Linked DNA regions of Anas platyrhynchos: region 1 is linked to region 2. The links are chromatin contacts, called in public Hi-C maps. All regions are on one chromosome and are shown on one strand. Each heading gives the region's core, a stretch centred on a gene start, on an enhancer-like site or on the middle of the called end of the contact. The rest is flanking DNA. Distances are from core to core; before and after follow the strand shown. Region 1 overlaps HECTD4 (HECT domain E3 ubiquitin protein ligase 4). Region 2 holds the start of RPL6 (ribosomal protein L6).

The links. Hi-C and Micro-C count contacts between places; a contact is called where the count stands out from the background.
Region 1: a contact with region 2 is called in a Hi-C map of F1 follicle, with 4 times the contacts expected there. The contact joins the enhancer-like site here to the promoter of RPL6 in region 2. A contact is called at or near these places in 4 of 8 Hi-C or Micro-C datasets (F1 follicle, F5 follicle, liver and 1 more).

Annotation. Positions count from the first base shown.
Region 1 is chr16:2,019,534-2,024,384 of IASCAAS_PekinDuck_T2T, forward strand. It overlaps HECTD4 (HECT domain E3 ubiquitin protein ligase 4), which reads left to right. Exons shown (of 76, transcript XM_038187302.2): 69 at 494-613; 70 at 750-905; 71 at 1,731-1,834; 72 at 2,130-2,351; 73 at 2,772-2,938; 74 at 3,415-3,610; 75 at 4,411-4,633. Among named protein-coding and RNA genes, the nearest start is that of TRAFD1, 17 kb to the right of the region's middle. Within about 2 kb of position 1,293, at least 3 of the 8 cell types and tissues checked have an H3K27ac peak or open chromatin away from gene starts, as enhancers often do. A contact at or near this core is called in F1 follicle, where this site is marked.
Region 2 is chr16:1,936,870-1,941,944 of IASCAAS_PekinDuck_T2T, forward strand. RPL6 (ribosomal protein L6) reads left to right here and starts at 1,767. Exons shown (of 7, transcript XM_072024160.1): 1 at 1,767-1,879; 2 at 2,650-2,850; 3 at 2,957-3,055; 4 at 3,552-3,695; 5 at 4,366-4,414; 6 at 4,748-4,932. The coding sequence starts at 2,650. It overlaps PTPN11 (protein tyrosine phosphatase non-receptor type 11), which reads right to left and starts at 1,756. Exons shown (of 16, transcript XM_038187295.2): 1 at 1,534-1,756. The coding sequence starts at 1,547.

The DNA of each region.
Region 1 (4,851 bases), core at 43-2,542, 82 kb after region 2:
CCAAAGGTGTCAGCATGCAAAGGCTTTTGTTTTGGCCCAGCTAAAAAAAAGGAAAAAGCTTGGGAACCTGGTATGGAGAAGTGAGGAGTGTTCATCAGAGTTCTTTCCCCCATAAATCTGGGCTCTCCATAAAGGCAATGTGACAGCACTACTTTTTATCTTGTTTTCTTTCCTCCAGCATTACTGTCAAAACATTTCTAATTTCTGAAAGCTATTTGGCAGTGTTTCTGATTAACAGGATTTCTGGTGGAGTTGCTAGGATCTATTTCTATAACAGTAGAAATGTGTTCATCAGTGTCCTAATCCAGTGCACCTCTTCTAGTAAGCATCAGTAGCAAATGCTTTCAAATAAATTTGAAAATGTGTATTAGCCATTTCTTAGATACCGAATGGAGATCATTGGCTACTGAAGATTTTCAGAAAGCAAGATTGTAGAAGGGTAGATTACAATTGAAATATGCGAAATATGCAAAATATGCATTTCTTTATTTAGGTTTAATCTTTTATGACACAAAAGTAACTGTAATGAACAGAGTGCTGAATGCCACTGTCCAAAGAACTGCAGATCATGCGGCCCCAGAAATCACCCTGGATCCCCTGGAAATAGTTGGAGGTAAGGGAAACATTTATCCTCTTCAAAAGTCATTTTTAACATTGTAACATGTCAGATCTGTCTTAACAAAGCTCAGATATGTTGTTACTGCAAAATACCGAGTATGGGAATTTTATATTCCTATATTTTTCAACAGGGGAAATCCGTTCTTCAGAAAATTCCTATTTCTGCCAGGCAGCAAGGCAGCTAGCCTGCGTGCCATCCTCACAGCTCTGTGTTAAACTCGCCAGTGGTGGAGACCCTACGTACGCCTTCAACATTCGGTTCACAGGGGAGGAGGTTCATGGAACAAGTAAGTCAGGATTAAAGAGTTCACACATGGGTGACACTGGCAACAGTTGTGAGAATTTACTCCAAGTGGAACCCCAGTTTCCACCAGAATGTGGCTCCTTAACTTTAAGGAGCAGCGCAACCTTTGTGGTGTTTGTAGCTCTGCAGATGGAAAAAAAAGAATCTTCCAGTAATTAAGCAAGCCGATTTATTTACATCTTTTAATAAAACAGGGAATTGTGTGAGCATACAACTTAGCTAACTTTTTGTGAACTTTTGTACCTATTACTGAACAAAGCGTCGCCTAATGCCTTCTCTCAAGGGTAGTTTTCTTTTGAAGGTCCATGGTTGTTACTGACAATATCTCTGAAGAGATAAATGCTGCTTCCACGGCTTAGTATTTACAGTGACTTCTAATACTTTGCCTCGCTGCTTTTAGCTGTGGAAATGTGCTGCCTGCAGGACCCTGTTGTTATGAAGACAGCACCCGTCATCTTCTAATCGAGTTATGAATTCCATTTGCAGGCCAACTGGTGTAACAAGTGTTCGTGCTAGTCTTACACACAAAGTGCTGGAAGACAAAGCAGCATTTCGGGATTCAGCAGGAGGCAATTCAATGAATATCTTTGCATGTAATTAAACTATTAAAATTGAACTTGAGCATGAATAATAGGCTGGCAGGGCTGGCATCTACGCCACCATTGTTAAAGCCTGTGCAGTCAGAGAGGTTAAGCATGTAATCTAAAGCTTGAAACATGATTTCAAGGAGAACAGCAAATTCTGAATTAAATGGCAATGGTTACAAGCCTGAGAGAGCACTTCATTATTTTGTCCCTCTCTCTTGCAGGTGGATCTTTCCGTCACTTTCTTTGGCAAGTCTGTAAAGAGTTACAGAGCTCCTCACTCTCCCTTCTCCTGCTGTGCCCAAGCTCTGCAGTCAATAAGAACAAGGTGTGGTGTCTCAGTGCAAGAAATGAAGTTGCCTTTCCTTCCATGAATGCATGTGTTCAATGCCAGGTTGAATGGGGTCTTGGCCATCCTGATCTAGTCAGTGGCACGCCTGCCTGTGGCAGGGGGTTGGAGTGAGGTCCCTTTCAACTGAGCAAATCCTCTCTTAGACTATTCAGTGGTATTCGTCTTGTTCAAACCAGTATTTTCACAATCATGTTAATTTGTGGGCCTGCAGGGTATGCATCAATTGTTAAATGTTGGTTTGTATACTCATTTTTTATTTTTTTTCCTAAAGGGGAAGTACATTTTGACGCCGAGCCCTATAACCTATGCAGAGGAGCAGCTATTTCACTTCTTTGGGCAGCTTTTGGGTATTGCAATTCGAGCAGATGTTCCCCTGCCACTTGACCTCCTGCCCTCGTTCTGGAAGACCCTGGTAGGAGAGCCACTGGATCCTGATGTTGATCTCCAGGAAGCTGACATCCTCACCTACAACTATGTAAAAAAATTTGAAAATGTAAGCAATTTTTTTTCTCTTTTCTTCAGGGCTTCCCCCATAAGCACGGTGTTCCACCAACAGCTACGTTTACTGACTGGTAGTGGTCAACTTCGCTGCTCGCAGTCACTTGAGCAGGGTCACAAAGTGTTTCAGTTTATTTTGTGTGCAGGATTTTACATCCTGATGAGCAGCTTTTACAAATCAATCTGCCAGGTGCAGCAGGACTATTCAGCAGACTTCTGAAACGTTTACTGACACTCCACACCACTAAACCAGGCAGTAACGAACCAAAGCAGTTACTGCCTGTTGGTGTCAGTGATGTCTCCAGGCGATATAATCAGTGCACCTCATACACCGTGCTGATACCTCACCTGAGTCACAGGGACGAGATGCTGTGACATGTTGGTCATCGGGTACTGTTCCTGTCTTTTGTGGTAGATAAATGATGAGACTGAACTGGAAGCTCTGTGTGCAGAAATTGCTTCTCAGCATCTAGCGACAGAGAGCCCTGACTGCCCTAATAAGCCATGCTGCAAATTCACCTACCTGACCATGACGGGGGAAGAAGTGGAGCTTTGTCCCAGAGGCAGGCACGTTCCAGTGGGGTGAGTAACAGCTTCCTTGGCAGGATGTTGCAGTGGGTTACGTGCAAGAGAAGCATCTCTGGAATAATTTTCCCAGAGCCAAGCTCTCCCAAGAAGCTTTTGTAACCAGCTGAAGGCTAGAACAAGCTGGGAACACTTCACGTTTGTTGGCAGGAACTTGGGATCTCTGGCACTACTTGTTGTTTTTGTTCTGTAAGAAATAGATGGCTGAGGAGCAGTGCTTATCGACTGCCTGCGGCTTAAGTAAACACCCACAGTTACAAGGCTTGTGAGAAATGGGTGACGTGAGTGTGAGAGAGGAGAAAGCTGAAGTGGACTTGAATTGGGAGGCATAAGAATGTAAATAGCTAAACGCTCAGAGTCAATTATTCAAAACCAACCTCTCCATAAAACCCTCCTGTAAGTAACAGTTCCGGGATAGCACAGGTGGGTTCCTAAGCACTCTCCTTTCTTGTCTTGAATCTCTGCCCTTGCAGGTGGGAGAACAAGGATGTTTATGCAACTGCAATCAGGAGCTTGAGGATGCGTGAGCTGCAAACTCCAGAGTGCATGACTGCAGTGCGTGCAGGGCTTGGCTCTATCATTCCCCTGCAGCTTCTGACTACGCTGACCCCCCTCGAGATGGAGCTGAGGACGTGTGGGCTTCCATACATCAACCTGGAGTTTCTCAAGGTATGAGGAACTGCAGCTTCTTTGGCAAAACCTGCCGGACTGACAAGCAGAGGAGGATCTTTCCCCATGGAAGGTGTCAGAGAAGAACCTTCTGCTTGCGTTACACTGTGGTGGTGTGTATGGCACACTGCCCTGTACTTGGACACCCCTTTGTCCCAAAGAAGTTCTTAAGATTTCACAGGTTTCAGGGAATAACAGCAGCAGGGCTTGTTCCAGAGAGGAATAATGAAATTACTTTTTTTTCCTTATGTATTAAATCTTAATTCCATCTCTGTTTTATTGAGCTTTACTCAATATTTGTCATTGAATTTAAGGGCTGAAAGAGCTGCTGCCCCTATTTCAAATAGCAATTAACCTCTGGAAATCTAAAAGTAGTGTTCAACAGACAATTTCTGGTTCTAAATACTTTTATTTCAATACTATAAGAACTATGCCATTTCAAAAAAACTTTTGTATAGAATATTCTTATCAAAGAGCATCAGTATTGTTTTGTTTTCCTTAAGCAGCAGTGATGAACTGCACCAGTCCTGCATATTAAACAAAAAAGCAATGTATTCCACCAGCACTGCGGGGCAGACAGACTAGGATGAGCCTGTAACAAAAGCTGATGGTCTGACAAGATACAAAACTGTGTATATTAATGGTCTGCTGTGGTTGGATTTCTTAATGATTTTGAAAAGGCAGAAGACTTTAGTGAGGGAGGTGCAGTTACCATCCCCTTTTATCCTCTTAGTCTAAGTGAGGAAGATCTACCAAGGGAGAAGAAAACAGCAGTGGATATTTTGTCCTTTTTCTGTTAGGCGCACACGATGTACCAGGTGGGGCTGATGGAAACTGATCAGCACATCGAGTTTTTCTGGAGTGCGTTGGAGATGTTCACCCAGGAGGAGCTCTGCAAGTTCATAAAGTTTGCCTGTAACCAGGAACGAATCCCCTTCACGTGTCCTTGCAAGGATGGAGGTCCCGACACTGCCCACGTCCCGCCTTACCCCATGAAAATTGCACCCCCTGATGGAGCTGCAGGTGTGTTTGCTGTCTCTGAAGGCACAGAAAATCAGTTCTGCTCACATCATGGTCCTAGTCTTCAGTTCCCCCTTTTTAATTTAAACATGGATTTAATGTACAAAAAAAAATAAATAAATAAAAAGAGGGAGGTAGTTATAGCTACAAATAAAAGAAAACCTGTTTTTAAATCATGTAATTCTGTAAAAATAAATATCAAATTTTAACTACTTAACACG
Region 2 (5,075 bases), core at 517-3,016:
CACACAGATGCTCCTGCCCAAGGTGGCAAAAAGTTACGAAGTGCAGCAAAAGGAAAGCTACATCTGGGTGAGCGAGGCGCTTACTGCACTTTATGTAACTTTTGTTCTGATGGCAACTTGTTCCCCTGCTCTCTCATCCTTGTATTTTTGGCTTTGAGTAGGAAGATGCATTTGTCAGCCACCCCAAATAGAAAAATGGGGGTGTTAGCGATCTCGGTTAAACGGTTCCGGCCCGGCGATCAAGATCCCTCCATTGAAGTCCTGCCATCACATGTGTGCTTTTGAACCTCGGTGGCCGCATCCCCTCCAAAGCTGGCAGAGCGAGCAAGGGGGCTGCGGGCACAGATCCCGGTAACACAACCCCCACGGGGGACCTTCTCTCACGCTTCCTTTTATAGGGATGGAATGCATTTCAGCCTCTTCTTTTCTTCTTTCCTTCTTCAACCTCTATTGCGAGCAGGTGCAGAGGCTATCCCAAGCAAAGGCCACCCCTGCTAAGAAGCACGATGAAGAAAGCAACACGCACACGCGATCCCATGCTCTGATTAAACCGAGTGCCCTCGCTGTGCAGGGCATGCTCCCCGCAGCAGCTCTGGTGGGGGGCGTTCAGCAGCACACCCAAGTCCCTGATGAGCTTACAGCGAGACTGAAATACTGGCAGAAAAGCTAAAATAGCCGGGGTCTCACTTACAAAAGCACAGGGGCATCGGCTAAGCAAGGAACCTTTTGCTGAAAGCCTTGACGTGGTTGAAAACGCAGCCTTGCGACTTTTTTATTATTATTTAGCAAGGGTGCATTTCGCACAGCCAGGGAAAGCTCAGCAGAATCGGTGTTTTATAAGTGCCAACAGGCTGCTCCCAGCACACCGAAGAGGCCAAGAAAAGGAGAAGATCAATTCGTTTTTCCATGCCACGACAGGGCTTTGCCAAGCACCTCCACAGCAGGGGCGATGAGAGCGGTGCTGGGCCTCAGCTGTCACCGCCGCAGCGCCACGGAGGTGGGGAGCGGCGCTTTAATTACCCCTATTTTTAGGCTCCTCGCTTTATAACCTTAATAATTTCTCGGCCTGGCTTACCAATTAAAATCTGAGCTCCCGAGCATCGCCCCTGGCCTCCAGACGGCTGGAGGGGGGGGGTCCCATAGGGATGCAGCCGGTGTGTGAGGGGGGCACGACCCCCAAAACACCCCGAGGTGTTGCTGTGGGACCCCAGCCCTCACCCTGACCGCCCGTGGGCTGCAAACCAACCCCCCCCAGCACAACCCCGCCACATCACGGGTCCAAAGGGCCCCAGAAGGGTGCCGGGGCCCGAGCCCTGTCCCCACAGGGGGCTCCCCAAAACCCCAGCCCCTGAGGAGGCCTGAGGGGAGCCCCCGACATCGCGGGCCGGGTTTTTCCCCTCAAACCGCCCCCCTCACGGCCAGCATCGCCCCCACCCCTATACCTCAGCGTGAGGAGGGTACAACGGGACCTCGACACCCCCAAAAAAAAAAACAAAAAACCCAAAAAGCCCCCAAAAAAAGCCCCCCGCTCACCTCCGCGATGTCATGGTGCCCGCCGGGAGCCGGGGCCGCGGCCTCTCCCCCTCCCTGCTTCTCACATCGACCCCTCCCCGGGTGCCCCCCCCCCTTCCTCACGCCCCTTCCCCGGGGTCTCCCCTCGTTGTTTTTTTCTCCCCCCCCCCCCCTTTTTTTTTTTCCCCCCTTCTCGACCGCCGGCGGCCTCAGGCCCCGCACAGCGCGGCGCGGCCCGCCCTGCGTCACGGCCGCGACATCGCCGCGCGACGCCGCCCCCTCCTCACGGCCAGGGGGGCCCTGACGGTGTCCGCCCCCCCCTCCCTTTCCCGGTGGCTACGGGGAACCGGGGACCCCCCGCGCTGAGGTAACGGGGGAGGGGGGGAGGGAGGGGTCCCTCCTATCCCATAGGGACCCCCCCTGTGGAAAAACTACAAGTCCCAGCGTGCCTTGCGGCCGGCGCGGTGACGTCAGGCGCGGCGCTGGGTTTAGAGGGGGGAGGGGGGCCGGAAGTGGGCCCCTTTGGCTCCCCGGAAGGTAAGATGGCGGAGCGGTGCTGCTCAGCGCAGGGCCCCGGCGGCCGCCATCCGCCGCCATCCGGCCGCGGGGCGCTGCGATGGGGATCAGGGAGGGTTGAGGAGGGGAGAGGGGAGCGGGAGGAGGCGGGTGGGTCGCGGATGGGCCGCGGAGGAGCGAGGGGGCCGCGGATGGAGCCTCCCGGGGCCTAGCAGGGGGTCGGGGCCTGGCTCGGCTCCGGGCTGGGGGCGCTGAGCAGCGCCGGGCTGGCGGCAGGGGAGCGGCAGCGGAGCTCTGAGGCGTGGCGGGGCTCAGGAAGCCCAGCAGGGGTGTAGGGGTCCTGAGTTTCGGGTGCTGTGCGTCTGCAGTCTCCTGGGTGCCCCGTGGTGAGGTGTTGAGGCATCTCGCAGCGGTCCCAAGCAGCGTTCTGTGCGGGTGAGCAGTGCCTGGGGTGGGCTTCAGCTCTGCAGTGTTCCTGTTTGCACTGGCTGTAGGAAGTGTCTAAGAACCACTAGGCTGGTGCAAAGGCTTGATTTGTGATTCTTTCTATCGGTTTTAGCATCTCAAACGTTGCTCCGTGCATCTAGTAATGTGTGTTTGTTGCTCTGTTCGCATCCACAGATGGCGGGTGAGAAGAAGCCGGCCCAGAAGGCAGGAGAGAAGAAGCCAGGCCAGGAGAAAACGGGCAACAAGATGAAGAAGCGTAAGAAGCATTCCAGCCGCAACCCTGTCTTGGCTCGGGGTATTGGGAAATACTCCCGGTCAGCCATGTATGCCAGGAAAGCACTGTACAAGCGCAAGTACACTGCTCCAGAAACAAAGGTATAGTGATGGTAAATGCTGCGTTTAAGTAGTCGTGCTGTCTGACAACTTTTTGTGGTGACTTCAGTTTGAAATCTCATTTACTTTCTATTTTACTTGCTTACAGATAGAAAAGAAAAAGAAAGAAAAGCCTCGAGCAACTCTCAGCAAGCCAGTTGGCGGAGACAAGAATGGGGGCAGCCGTGTGGTTAAAGTCCGCAAAATGGTAAGAAAAAGCTGAGGTGGTGTGGGGCTGCAGCACCTAACTTTTGGCTAGAGGCTGTGCCTCCTGATCGAGGTCGTGCAGCAGCCTGACTGCAGCCAGCAGAACTCCCAACCCACGCCGTGTATCGCTGAGCTGTGTGCAGTTATCTGCTTGTTACAAGTCCATTGACTTCTCTGGGGAGTTCTCTGGGTGGTTCTCCGGGGAGATGCTTGTGATTTAGCAGGCAAAAGTGGGATATTCTCTGCCAGGTGAATTGCTGTGCTGAACTGGAGGTATGCTCAGAAATACAGATCCAGTCTCAGCTTCTGTAGGTGCATCGTTGTGTAGCAAACACTGTTATAGACTGTTCCTGAAGAGCTGGTTGCAGTAAAAACTTTCTTAGATCATCTTTAGAGAAAACAGTATCTCTTCGAGAAGAAAGAAAGCTTTAACTACGTTTTAGAGTCTATTTCATGGAATACTGGTCGGTAAAACGTTTTTCTTCCTCTTCTTCTAGCCCAGATACTACCCAACTGAAGACGTCCCTCGCAAACTTTTGAGTCATGGCAAAAAACCCTTTTGCCAACACAAGAGGAAGCTGCGGGCCTCGATTACTCCAGGAACTGTTCTTATCCTTCTGACTGGTCGTCACAGGGGCAAGGTAAAGGGGACCGTTCTTGTATTCTGTCTGCGTTGGCTCACACAGCAGCTTTGCAGCACTTCTGTGCTGAAAACATTTTGACCAGGTCATCCTGGATGACCAGCTGGTGTCTTGGGGCACTGCTCAGCCACCAGCTGTGAATCTGCAAACCCGATTGTGTTCTGTGTGTTCTGTGTAGATGGCTTTCTCCCCTCCTGCCTTTAAGAGAAAAAGTCTTATAACTAATCGCCTTCTACACAGAGCTAGAAGTAAAACAGGCCAATCCAGTTGTTTATACAAGATGAAGGGAGTCCTGCTGCAATTTTAAAAAGTGTAGATCCATGTCATGCTAATTTGGCGCTGCGGAATAGCAGGGCTGATGCCTGTTCATGTTCCTGTTGCAGTGAGACCAAAACTTTGGCTAGCTGTTAGGAGGAATTAGTTTTTTTGAATTCATTTCATTATTATGTGGTGATACCAGCAAAGCTGTACTCTGACAAACATTGGTAGCTCAGGTCGTGTGGTGGCTACTTCTCAAGTAGCACAGTTGCATCTGTGGCTACTTCGTCAACACATGTAGCAGCAGCATGGGCTGAGCACGGACAGGATCCCAGTTTGGCTGCAGTATTTTCCAGGTGTCAAAGAAGTAACGCTGGGACCAGAGGACTAACGTCATCTCATCTCTTTTCAGCGTGTTGTCTTCCTGAAGCAGCTTTCTACTGGCCTGTTGCTTGTTACAGGTAAAAATAAAAAGTGGGGGGTTTGGTCCAGGTGTGTCTCTGGGGTTACTAGTGTTTGTGAGCTGCACGCAGATGGCGTGGTGTGTTACCTGCTCGTGTACCTACAAGGAGTCAGATTTTGTGACTTTGCTGGGAGGTGAGTGGGAGATAATGAAGCTGTAATGTCTGGAAGAGATTGGGAAGCAGCCTTGACTTCTCTAGAGGCTGCAGAGAAGGGTTTTGTTGACTTCTTTTTTAGCTGTAAGCATCTCACACACCACAAAAATGCAACTTACAAGTGGTGGCTGTTGCCAGAAAAGCTAACCTGTTATCCTGTCTGTCTTGTGCCTTTAGGACCCCTGGTCATCAATCGCGTCCCTCTGCGCAGAGCCCACCAGAAGTTTGTTATTGCAACTTCTACCAAGGTGGATATTTCTGGAGTGAAAATTCCCAAGCATCTCACTGATACATACTTCAAGAAGAAGAGGCTGCGGAAGCCCAAGCACCAGGAAGGAGAGATCTTTGACACTGAAAAAGAAGTAAGAAAGACCATTGCTTGTTCTTTGTGAATGTCCTTGTTACTTAAAGCCAGGCTGGAAAGGGAGAAATTCTGTGAAACAACGGACAGCTTGATTTTAAGCGGTCCCCTATAAAGCAAGGTGATGCTGTTAAAATTAATTAC